2 separate regions of the Ovis aries genome follow, and region 2 is linked to region 1. Evidence: chromatin contacts called from public Hi-C data. All regions are on one chromosome and are shown on one strand. Each heading gives the region's core, a stretch centred on a gene start, on an enhancer-like site or on the middle of the called end of the contact. The rest is flanking DNA. Distances are from core to core; before and after follow the strand shown. Region 1 holds the start of KCNMB4 (potassium calcium-activated channel subfamily M regulatory beta subunit 4). Region 2 holds the start of CNOT2 (CCR4-NOT transcription complex subunit 2).

Region 1 (5,840 bases), core at 2,219-4,718:
ACTGACTCACTGGAAAAGACCCTGATGCTGGGAAAGATTGAAGGTGGGAGGAGAAGGGTATGACAGAGGATGAGATGGTTGGATGGATCATGGACACGATGGACATGAGTTTGAGTAAGCTTGGACAGGAAAGCCTGGCATGCTGCAGTCCATGAGGTTGCAAAGAGTCAGATACAACTGAACAACTGAACTGAACTACATTACATGACTGGATATAATTTCTGCTTTGGAAACTAGGACATGTTTCAAAACATAAGTTGAATAGGACTTAAAGATATTTTAAAGAAATTACTAGTCAAAGGTCAAATTTATTCACACTATCTCTTTAGTAGTCTGCAGCATAAGAAGTTATATATTTGCATTATTCTTTCCCCTTCCCTGCTTTTTACTATAACTAATGTGGTAAACTTGTGGGAGAGGAGAAAGCCCTTGTTCTCTTTTTCTAAGAAGAGATCTCCCAAATGGCTTCTTGCTGCAGTGGGTCATAAAGCAGAGAAGGTTGGAGGTGATCAGGATCTAATACATTGTAGGGAATCTAGACATTCTGCAAAGAGAATGGATGCGGAACCCAGACCTTCAATAAAGAGGTAAGTCCTGGGTAGCCAAGATGCAACAGCCCTTGGTGGTGGGTACTGCTTAACTGCAAGGGCACGGTGGAAACATTCTGCTCATGTGATGGGCTCTGGCACAATATTTTGGTTACACTGAATTTTTCCATCACTAATTGCTTACCAGAATTTCCAAACTGAGCATCTCATTGCTCAAAAGTGGAAAGGTGACTCCAAAAGAACATGTCTAATGTTCTATAAATGGTCCAATGCAATCATAATTTGGATAAAGAGACATATACTGCTTTGGCTGAGGAAAACTTGACTAAATCGAATGGGATCATTTTCTGTAACATTAATGTATCTTTCTCCAGTTCTGTCATTTCTTTAATGCTTTACTTTAAAAAAAATCTTATTTTGTTCAGATATTTCTTCAAAGTAATCATTGCCAGGATCCAAACTGGCACAGGAAGGAAACTGCTTATTTGCAACAAAAAGAGATCAAATCTTAGGATTTCATATAAGCCATTACCACTCTTTCCAAGTGATTTAGAAATCTATGTCCTGCTGCTGCTACTGCTACTGCTACTGCTACTGCTAAGTCACTTCAGTCGTGTCCGACTCTGTGCGACCCCATAGACGGCAGCCCACCAGGCTCCCCCGTCCCTGGGATTCTCCAAGCAAGAACACTGGAGTGGGCAACCTATGTCCTAATAATCTATGTCCTAATGATTCAAATTTACTTTTTCAGTCAAATTCTACAAAATTACCTGGAAACTGTGAAGCATTCTTTGTATAGTAAATTCTATCTTCTTGAAGTCTTGATTAGGTATTAGCTACTTAGTGGAATATGTGTATATAATTTATTAGTGCCTGAGCCACAATCTTAAACTAATCGCAATGTTTCACCAAATATAATACCTTCTAAATGTTAAACTACCATATAATTTCTAAATCACTACTACTGCTCTACACCTTTCTTTTATATTAATGGCTTAATCTTGAAAAAAAAAAAAAGTGACATTCCTAAAGCCTTGCAATTTGTTTTGAAATTACTGAGCACTGAGCTGCCTAACTTAAAACATCTGTCTTTGAGATCTGATTGCTTCTTTGAGACTTTGAAGTTTATACTCTAAATTCTGTATTTCTATACTTACTACTCATTTATTATCTTCATTTTTAAGATACTCTTCCTTTGTCAGCAAGAGCACTTTTTTTTTAAGAGAAGTCATTCTTTCTTTTCTTTTTTTTTTTTAAAGGAATTCTCTTTTAAAAATGTCCCAAATTCAAGAATTAACTATTTAGGAGACAAGAACGGGAGTTTTGCTGCAGAGAAATGATAAGCTTATTTTTAAATACTTTAAAAATATTGATATAGGATTCTTCTTTCGGATTGTTCTAATTATATCCTGTCACATGCAAGGAAAGTTTTCCTGTGTACACAAGACTCATTCCCTTTTGGACAGTTTTCTTGATCTTCAAGCACTGCTCTAACAAACTGGGAAGATGTCAGTAACTTTAAAGAAGATACATACCTTTTCTTTGATAGTTAAGTAATCAGAAGAGTGAAAAAAGGCCAAGAGAAGAAAAAAACAAAAGAAAGAAAAGCCTTCTTGCAAAAGCAGGTGTACTACAAAGCTCAACTAGTTCACAGACTGAGGACACTGCTTTTTATAAGTTTTTTCTCCACTGGGAACGGTCTTCTGAGTCTCCCTTTCTCTGCTTTCCATCCCTCGAGTCCTAACCAGGTTTTTTTTTTCTTTTTTGCTTGCGAGAACGGAAAAAGTTGCCAAGGCAGGCATATTCGGTACATTTCACGGAGGCTTTTCTATTTTCAGAAAGTTTTACCGTTCCCCAGATGGCTCCCAATTGTTCTTAGACACACGGAGAACCTAGGCTTCCTCTAGACGCTTCTGAGAATCTATTTCGTGACAATTAGGAGTCCACAGTACCCGCCCAAGATGGATCTCCACAGAATTTCGCATTTGATTCCACGTCGTTTGTCCACCCACGAAAGTTCATCTTTGTACCCCAAGTTAAAAACATCTGTCTAGAGTGAAAAGGTAAGGAAACCTCTAACACCTCTCAAAGGGCTAAAGAACCCCCTGCAACCTCCAAATGCGAGTTCTGGACGCGGCCAATGGGAGCTCGGACCTTGACCATGCGCCGGAGTTGGTGGTATCCCCGCTACGCACTGGATTTAATCTGAGGAAAAGTTAACTTTCGGCTCCTCGCATCTCTGCAAAGCCCGTCCGGTAGGGCCCGAACCGAAGCTGGGCCAAGGCCTCAGAATCTGAGACCAGGCAAGACAGGTGTGTAAAGAAAGCCTCCGGGTATCACAGGTCGCTGCACACAAACCCTCCTGAAGGACCGGGGGGCCCCGGGCTCCGCTGTGTACTTACACCCGGTTTAAGCATAGTCCGCGACGCCTTGTCGCCTCCTGGTAACGTCTGCATACTCCGGGCCACCCCGCGCAGGGTTTAACACTGATCCTCCCCCAAACCCCAGCATCTCCGTAGGAGCGAGGCAATCCTCCTGGGGCGTCCTTACCTTGGGGTTGGTCAGGAGCTGGTGCTCGTCGCTGTGCAGCAGCGCCCTGGAGTTGGACTCGGAGTTGTTCACGTAGACCTGGACGCAGGGGTACTGCGAGGTGCCCCTGCAGTCGGCGCCACAGGTGAAGGTGCACTCGAACACCTCTCCGATCTGCTGCACCGACAGCACCGTGCAGTTGGCTGCCGTGGCTTGCAGATCCTGCAGCGCGGGACTGAGCCAGCAGAAGCCGAAGATAAAGAGCGACACGACGCCGGAGATGATGAGAAACAAGCCGAGCCGGATGCTCTTGTCCTCGGCTTCCGTGTACTCGTAAGCCACCCGGAGCTTCGCCATCGCCCCCCACTCCAGGCGGCGGGCGCGCTCCCCCCGCCCCCTCCCGCCCCCGGCGCCGAGCCCGACTGCCTCGGCGGGAGGAGCCGCCGCCGCACGACAGCAGGGGAGTGGGCGGCCAGGGGGAGCGCGCGAGAACAAAGGGGCCGAGGCCGGCGACGCCCCCCGGCGGCGGCAGCGCCCCCCTTCCACCTCCCCGCCGCCGCCCGAGCCCTAGAGGCTCGCAGCGCGGCCGAGGTTTCAGAGCCTCCTGCACCCTCGGGCGCGAGGAGTGCACGGGCGGCTCCTGCCTCCGGCGCCCCCTGCCAGCCTCCGCCCCCGCGCTTTCCCCGCCTCCCCCACCCCGCCTCCTCTCGCCCGGTGGCTCCCAGTCTCCATCGCCCGCCGGCCGCCGCTCCGCGGACTCGCCTGGCAGGTGCCCGGAGGGCAGAAGCTGCAGGGCTGAGGCGAGCCCCGGGGCTCCCCTGCGCGGGAGGCAGCTCCGCCGGGCCCCACCCGCCGCCGACCCGGGTCCTCCCGCCCCGCCCCGGGGCGTTTCCCGTGGGCGAGGGGCGGGCAGGCGCTGGGGATCGCAGCGCTGGCGCCCGGGATTCTCGTTACATTCCCCTGGGAGGGACATCAGCGATAAGAGGTTAGGATCAATATAACTTAATGAAGTGAAAGTTTAAAAAACAAAACAAAAAACAAACGAGGGAGACGGTGTCGTGCAAGTGGAGCGGCGGGAATTTTGAACTCCAAAGGGGGACTGGTCAGCCAGCGGCGAGCCAGCGGCCGGGAGGCGTGCGCTCTCGGGGAGACTGTTCGCCGGCACCAGGCGGACAGGGATGGAAGCCCCCGGACCGAGCGGTGTGCGCCCGTGCGTGTGCCCCAGAGAGACCCGGGCCGCCGGTTCGCATGCTTGGGGCGGGCGCGTGCGCCGCAGCGCTGGAGGCGTGACCTGCCGCCGCCCCCCTTCCCTCGGGCGAGCGCGGTAACCGTCCGGCCTCGGGGTCCCGGCGCTCCCAACTGCCCAGGAGCATCCCACGATCACCCCCACCCGCGACACCGCCCACCTCGCCGACCCCAGCCGGTCCTGGAGGGCAGCAGGTCAGAAGTGAAACAGGCTGAGTCAGACGGAGTTTGCGGTGGAGGCAACGCGCGTGGGGGCAGGAGCCTGCGATCCTCCCTCCCCGACCCAGGAAACTCGCTTCCTGGGTCCTGGGTGGACCACGCTGCAATGCAGGTCTTCGGGCAGCCGGGCCGACCCCAACTCTATGTGCCCAAGGCTGGGGCTGACTGAGTAGGGACCCAAGGGAGCGAGTGCAGAGGCTTACAGCCCTGGAAGGAGACACCATGTTCCCCATAAGGGCCGTCTTCTCGCTCCAAACCGAGAGCAGAATCCTCTCTGTCCTGGCTCCATCCTCAGGAGTCTTGCCACCGTTGGCCCATCTCGAAATTTGTAGATGAGCTTTCCAGGAGCGCTGTACGAAGCGACAGCGGCTGCCGACCCACTCTGGGACAGGTACCGTTTCTAGAGCTGCGCCCTGCTCTCCTAATTCTTTCTGCTGCTCCCTCCATGCCACCTCCCCACCTCGCCTGTGCATACCTCAGTCTCTGCTCTTTTCTTGACTTTTAAAAAGAAGATTATCTTTTTAAAATCACACTGCTATCAAAATATCAAACTTGGAGAACTATTTCGACCTACATTTTGAAGCATCAGAGTATTCACTTGGCAAAATATATAAACATGTCTTTTTCTTGACTTGCAAGTCCCAAATGAATATATTCTTAATTAAATTCAGTCATATATTCATATTCTGTTCCTGATGAATATGGAAACACCAAATTCTTGACTTCTCTTTCTTGGATTTCAAATGTTAGTTTACTGGTATAGTACTTTTCTACTGAGGTCCTGATCTGTTACTTTGAAGCACTCCTTTACGTGGTATTTCCAAGCAAGGGGTAAAAGCAAATTTAATTACAGGAAGACCCCAAGTGTTTTTCTGAATAAATTAAGAAGATGCAGGGTTTGGAAATTTTCCAAGTCAGGAAGACTCTTTGTCCTTTAATACCTTTCAAGTTTTGCGAGACTATTTTATTATTTTCTTCCCTTTCTGTTGGCATAAAGACAATTGTTAGTGATTACACACACTACCTAAAAGAAAAAGTGAGTTTATTAGTTGAAGCATATTAACCTAAGATTACAGATTTTCAGTGTGAATCTCTTTCCTACAGTAGGTTATAATTATTTTCCTTTTCATGAAGGCTAAAGCCTTCTTGAGGCAGTGGTGAACAGATTAGATTTTTTGGATCTCATAGCTCTGATATGGTGAGCAACTTAACCTTGAGGCAGAATTAATTTCTATAGCTGTTCATAAAACACAGGGATGGGGTTGTCTAAAAATAATTTAATGAATATGATTCACTTTT
Region 2 (5,840 bases), core at 1,605-4,104, 140 kb after region 1:
CTATTTGCATAAGTTGTTCTCATGCCTAATAAGCAAGTACATGGACAGTTTGCTTTTAAATATGTAATTATAACAGAATGAACTTTCTACAGTTAAAAATGTTAAGACAATTAAAAAATACTGTTTAACACTGCTTTTAACAAGCCAAAAAAAAAAAAAAAGTTGACTTATTTTTATCAATCTAGTAACGTCTAGTATTATTTCATATGTAAACATGAAGCATACTTTTTCTTTTCGCACATTATTAGAAAATCTTATGAAGCATATTTGTGAATGAAAAGGTAAACCTATCATTTCCCAGAGGTTGCAAAAGACTTTGCAAAGGTCTTTCAAAATACAAATACTTTTAATACCAGTATCTACTGAAAAGATTAAAAACCAAAACAACTGGGTTAGAAGCACTTCTAATAAAATCTACTCATAAATCTAAGTAATTACTTTTGAACAAAGAATTTTCAGATTATAACTAACTGTGAAGTATCTCTGAGAAATCAAAGAGTAAATTAAACATCTAAAGTTATTAAGTAAAAACATAAGTAACTAGGTCTCGGGGAGGAATATCATTCTGAAGTTTATTTTATCTTCAAGATCAAGTAATTCGAAATGGAAGGGAACATGAATCACTCATGCATTATGCTCTCATTTTTCTGCCACAAAAATTTACTTTAAAACTAAAGTATTTCAGAAACTAAAAATCTTTAAAAGGCTGTATCTGTTGGTTGGTTAAATATATAAGCAATTCTAATTCCCCAAGAGTATCAGATTAGGTTACAGATATCTTTATACAGTATACTTATAATAAAAGGGTTCTGCCAAAAAACGATGCTCACAGTATTTTTATTGTTGCAGCATTAATCAAGATGCCAAAATGTGAGTTTCTCAATTTCTATCTAAAATACAAAGTAATCACAGAAGTCACTGGACTTCAAGCCCTCAAGCAGGGGAAAAAATGAGAGAAAAGAACCTTTTTAAAATTAAATGAGGATCTTAAAAGGTCAAGAAACAAGTGGAACACAAGTTCTCTTCTTTTTACATGTATCTTGTATTTTTCCTTTAGGTTTAATATTACACAAGAACTACAAACTGAAGAGATGTTCAACACGACAAAGTTAACTAAAGATCTTGATCTACTAAGGAGTATTTCAGGAAAAGAGATCTGAATGTACACATCAAACTGTCTGAATGTAGCCATTTAGTCATTTCAGACCACTGCGATTCTTAACCAACTCCTTACACCTAGGACAAAGTTATCTTCCAAAGTTGCAAGAGAGACGTGTTCACTGGTAACACGTTTGAGAACTTGTCAAATATACTAAGTATTTACAAACAACATAAACCCAGTATGTAAACAAATATTTTCAAATTTCTATCCCCTGCCTCCGTATTTATTACTTCCACTTAAGTTGTTTTAAGGGGCAAATAAAGCTGCACTTAACGATTCCAGAGGTCTAGAAATTCCTAATATCAAGCATGACAGAAAATTTGTTCAGCTTTGAACTCTAAATTCAAGCAAGGCCTCCCTCGTGACAGATTCTAACTAGGTGCTTCCTACCATTTCACCAAGAATCCAAGGGTTGCTATCAATGTATTTAATTATTAGAAAACGACTAGAAGATTAAGAAAGGAATAGAATTCTCTGACCAAGAGTTTTATGAAACAAAATGTATTGCATTCCGTCTTCTGGATGTTAAAAACTGAAGGCATCTGCTCAGATTCTAAGAGAGTTGATGCTTAGGTTCCTCTCAAGAGGGTGGCACCCGTATGTAAGACTTTTATGGTTGTAATATCGTACCCACAGGGCCTGAAAGAAATGCAAACTTAAGACCTTGGAAATGTTCTCATTAAAAACAAAAACAAAAAACCTCATATTCGCTAAGGACCACAGTTACCAAGAGTTAGAGGCTTTTTCTCCTAAACGGACAAGAGCCTGAACTAAGTTTTAACCCTACTCACTTCTTCCGTGAACTTTTCAGTTAGACTCAAGACAGCAAAAGGTGGAGAGGCCCCGGCGGAAGTAGAAACCTAGGGCTCGCAACTTCACAGACCGAGGCGTTTCGGGTTCCTCCGCCGCCCCAGGACTCTCCGGACTCAGTCACTACCAGACTACGGAAGCTTCACCCTCCGGGTGCGGAAGCAGAGGAAGCATCACAGTTGCACTCCTCCTTCCACCATACACAGCCTTCGGTACCCCAGGGCCTGGCAGCTCCTGAGACCCGTTAGCCAGTCCAGGATCCCCCATCTTTCACATATACATACACAGAAACAGACAAGTTGCAGATGATGTACGTGTATTGAGAATGTGAAATGCCAAAGACCGGGGCAACTGCTGGGAAGGCGGCAGCGCCGTCTAAAGCGGGCCCGGGGTCCTTGGCCACCGCCGCTGTCGCCTTCTCTTCTTCCCCAAGAAGCAGCGCGGCGGAGGCTTCTCCGTGCTGGCGGGAGCCCGGGGGAGAGGAGTCTGGGGGAAGCCCCAGCGCCAGCCGAAGGGACAGGGCCTAGGATCCAGAACTGCCGCTGCAGCTACCCGACTACAGCGACGCTTTACGTCCCGTCCACCACCCTCCCTATACACACCCCCTCCCTCCCTCCACCGCCACCACCCCCCCTTCCCCGCCCGCTCCGCTCTCCCTCTCTCGATTGGAGCCGAGACAAAAGCAACGGGAAGCGGCGGGCCGGGACGCTGCCCGCGGACCCCGGGCGCGACCGGCCCGGCCCCGAGGCATTCCCCCGCCTTGCGAGGGCCCCGAATCCGCCGCTCCCGCCGCGCGCCCCGCTGCCAGACTTCCGAAAATTTGCCAAAAACTCACCGCATGAATTTTCTTGTCCCGCGGATCCAAGATGGCGACGTATCCACCGCGGAGGCTGCTGGGAGCAAGACCTTTACCCTCTGACCCCCGCCGTGACCCCCGCCGTTCCGACTTCCCTCCAGGCGGCGGCGGCGGAAGAGGGGAGCGGCGACTGTGGACCGGACAGAGTTGGGGTTGGGTAGTCTGTTTCTCACGCGTTGGAGAGGGTACTCGGAGGGGCCCTTCAGTACCTCGCTTTCCTCCTCGCGGCCCCCACCTTCTCTCTCACCGACTCACCGGGAGGCTCGTAGCTACTCCGCAGTCGTTACAGCGAGTAGGAACTCTGCTGCCGCTAGGCTCCCCTGGGTCCAGGTTGCTTCGCGCGGGCCACGGGCCCTAGGTCCGGGAAGGATCGCGGGGTCCAGGGGCGGGGAATGGTGAGGTGGCGTCGGTCCGCCCTTCCCGGGGACTCGGAACGTGTTTGTGTTTGTGTTCAGCACTTCATCCCCCACCCCTCTACCCCCGTCGTCTGCCTAGTACCGGCCCTCCCTCCCTCTGCTCCCTGAAACGCATCTGATCGCTGTCCAGTTTTCTTCCTTCAGACCCCGAACCCTCCGGTGCTTGTGCGCGCACTTCCAGGGACCAGCAGCACGTCACCATCACTTTCTGAGAAGTGAGTGATCGTCAGCCGAAACCGTTGGTATTTTAACTCGTCACGCTTCCTATTTTATTATTATTTTAACTTTTTGGGAGGGAGCGTATTGAGGGAGGGGGCAGGTTTTTGAAACTCTGTTGGTTGAGCTTTCCTGAGTCAGACTAATAGCATTTTCTCATTCTCACTCCCCAATGCCCACGTAAGCTGGAGTGACTGCCTGGGCTATCAGCGAGACCATCTGAAATTACGATGGCTTTTTTGGAAACTTCAGCAGAGTCTCTGCTTCCCAGAAAAATAATTGTTGCTCAAAGTAAAATTAGTTTTCTTTGAAATAATAACTCTCTCTCTATTCGTTTGTATATTGCTCAACTCTTCCCTCTTGCTTGATATTTTTGGGCCTGAAAAAGAGCATTTGCATCTGTATTAGGAATCGTATAGTTTCATAAAGTGAAAATTGTTACTTCCTTTCTAGTTGAGTTATAGAATTTACTAATGTAAAGTACACTTTATTTGGGGTAAATAAAGTTTCTACTTCCCTTGTTTTGTTTCTTTTATAAAATCATCCTTCCAAAAACTGACTGTAATCCAATTTCAAATTTATAACTGAAGGGAAAAGGACATCTGTCAGTCAAAAATAGCAGGAAAAATAAGCGTACTGTTAAATTATAGATGACTTCTATGTTCATAAGTTACCAAGTATTTCCATGAATTAGTAGATCCTGTGTGAATTTATTTAAACTCTTAGGTGATGCTGATGTAGCCAGTAGAAAATGTTTGCCTGGTTGTTCGTTTTATTAAACATTCTGCTTCATTGTGTTCTTTTTTACTTTGGGAAAATTCAAGAAGGAGCAAATCTTCTTATGTCCTTCCCTCCCTTTTTCCTCCCTTTCCCCCAACAGTTCCTTCCTGCCTCTTCATCTTTCTCTTCAACTTTGTAAGATGGTGTGTTAAAAGATTAAATACCTTTAAGTACATATTAATACATATATCTGTGTATTACTGAGCTTTTTAATTTAGCTATTAATAAATTGAAAGTCTAACTGATATTTGGAATTGTAAGATAAAATGAGAAAAGTTGGATGGATATGTGTATGGTAACATCAAATATCAGTTTGATTTATATAGCAAATGTTGTCTAGTTGCCAAGTCATATCTGACCCTTTTGTGATCCCACGGACAGGCTTCTCTGTCCCTGGGATTTCCCAGGAAGGAATATTGGAGTGGGTTCCCATTTTCTTCTCCAGGGGATCTTCCTGACTCAGGGATTGAATCCACATCTCCTAAATGGGCAGGCTGATTCTCTATCCCTGAGCCACCAGGGAAGCCCAGTAAAGAGCATGTGCGTGCACATATACACATGTGCATAGGACTTTGTTGAAGCCAAAAAATGACCCTTATTTGTATCATCTCATGTTTACTCAAAGCACAAGTTTTAAATTGTATAAACTTTGGGTGAAATTGAAGAAATCACTTACAAAAGGAGACAGGTCTAACTTGAGGGTTTTATTACCGTGGATATTTTACTGGGAAAGATAGAACAGCAAACATTTTCATCTTAAATGTGTATGGTAGCAGTGTTAGGGGAAAATACCTTGATACTATTGTTTTCTTGAGAACATATTTGTTGATGATAAATCTGCTTTAAGCCTTGCTGAAGAACAAGTTTAAAATTGTTCTATTAGTGCTGTCCAATCTTTTATATTGATAAATTTGTAAAATTTATGTAATACCTACCTTAGGGGTCAGTTCTAGATATTAAACAAGCCAACGTTTGCCAAGGGCTTGTATTTATGGCTTTCTAATAAACACTATAAGTGGTACATTTTTAACATTGTCCTGTTGCTTCCAGAAGTTTGTCTTTATTGCTAACGTTGATAAATTCTGCCCATTTGATAGGTTGTGAAGTGTTGTTTTTTTTTTAAACTATTCACTCTGATAGATTGTCTTATTTGAAAACTAGCCCATACTGAGTGTGTGTTTTTGAAATGTAAGATGCATCTTATAGTAAAATTGCCAATTTGGGTTGAGAAAAAAATTCCTTAAGGGAAGAATGCATGTATGCATGCTAAGTTGCTTCAGTCGTGTCCAACTCTTTGATCCTGTAGACTGTAGCCTGCCAGTCTCCTTTGTCCATTGGATTCTCCAGGCAAGAATACTGGAGTGGGTTGCCATGCCCTCCTCTAGAAGATCTTCCCGACCCAGGAACTGAATCCATGTATCCTGTCTTGCCTCCTGCATTGGCAAGTAGATTTTTTACCCCTCACACATCTGGGAAACCCAAGGGAAGAATGACTTTATACATGACCATTAATAGTTGTCCCTCATGGCTCAGTTGGTAAAGAATCTGCCTGCAATGTAGGAGACCCTTGTTTGATTCCTGGATGGGGAAGATCCACTGG

The links. A called contact is a pair of places that touch in the nucleus more often than the background predicts.
Region 2: a Hi-C map of skin fibroblasts shows a contact between it and region 1, with 2.0 times the contacts expected there. The contact joins the promoter of CNOT2 here to the promoter of KCNMB4 in region 1. A contact is called at or near these places in 2 of 16 Hi-C or Micro-C datasets (blood and skin fibroblasts).

Annotation. Positions count from the first base shown.
Region 1 is chr3:149,415,924-149,421,763 of ARS-UI_Ramb_v3.0, forward strand. It overlaps KCNMB4 (potassium calcium-activated channel subfamily M regulatory beta subunit 4), which reads right to left and starts at 3,469. Exons shown (of 4, transcript XM_042246913.2): 1 at 3,099-3,469. The coding sequence starts at 3,434.
Region 2 is chr3:149,556,256-149,562,095 of ARS-UI_Ramb_v3.0, forward strand. CNOT2 (CCR4-NOT transcription complex subunit 2) reads right to left here and starts at 2,855. Exons shown (of 17, transcript XM_042246920.1): 1 at 2,808-2,855.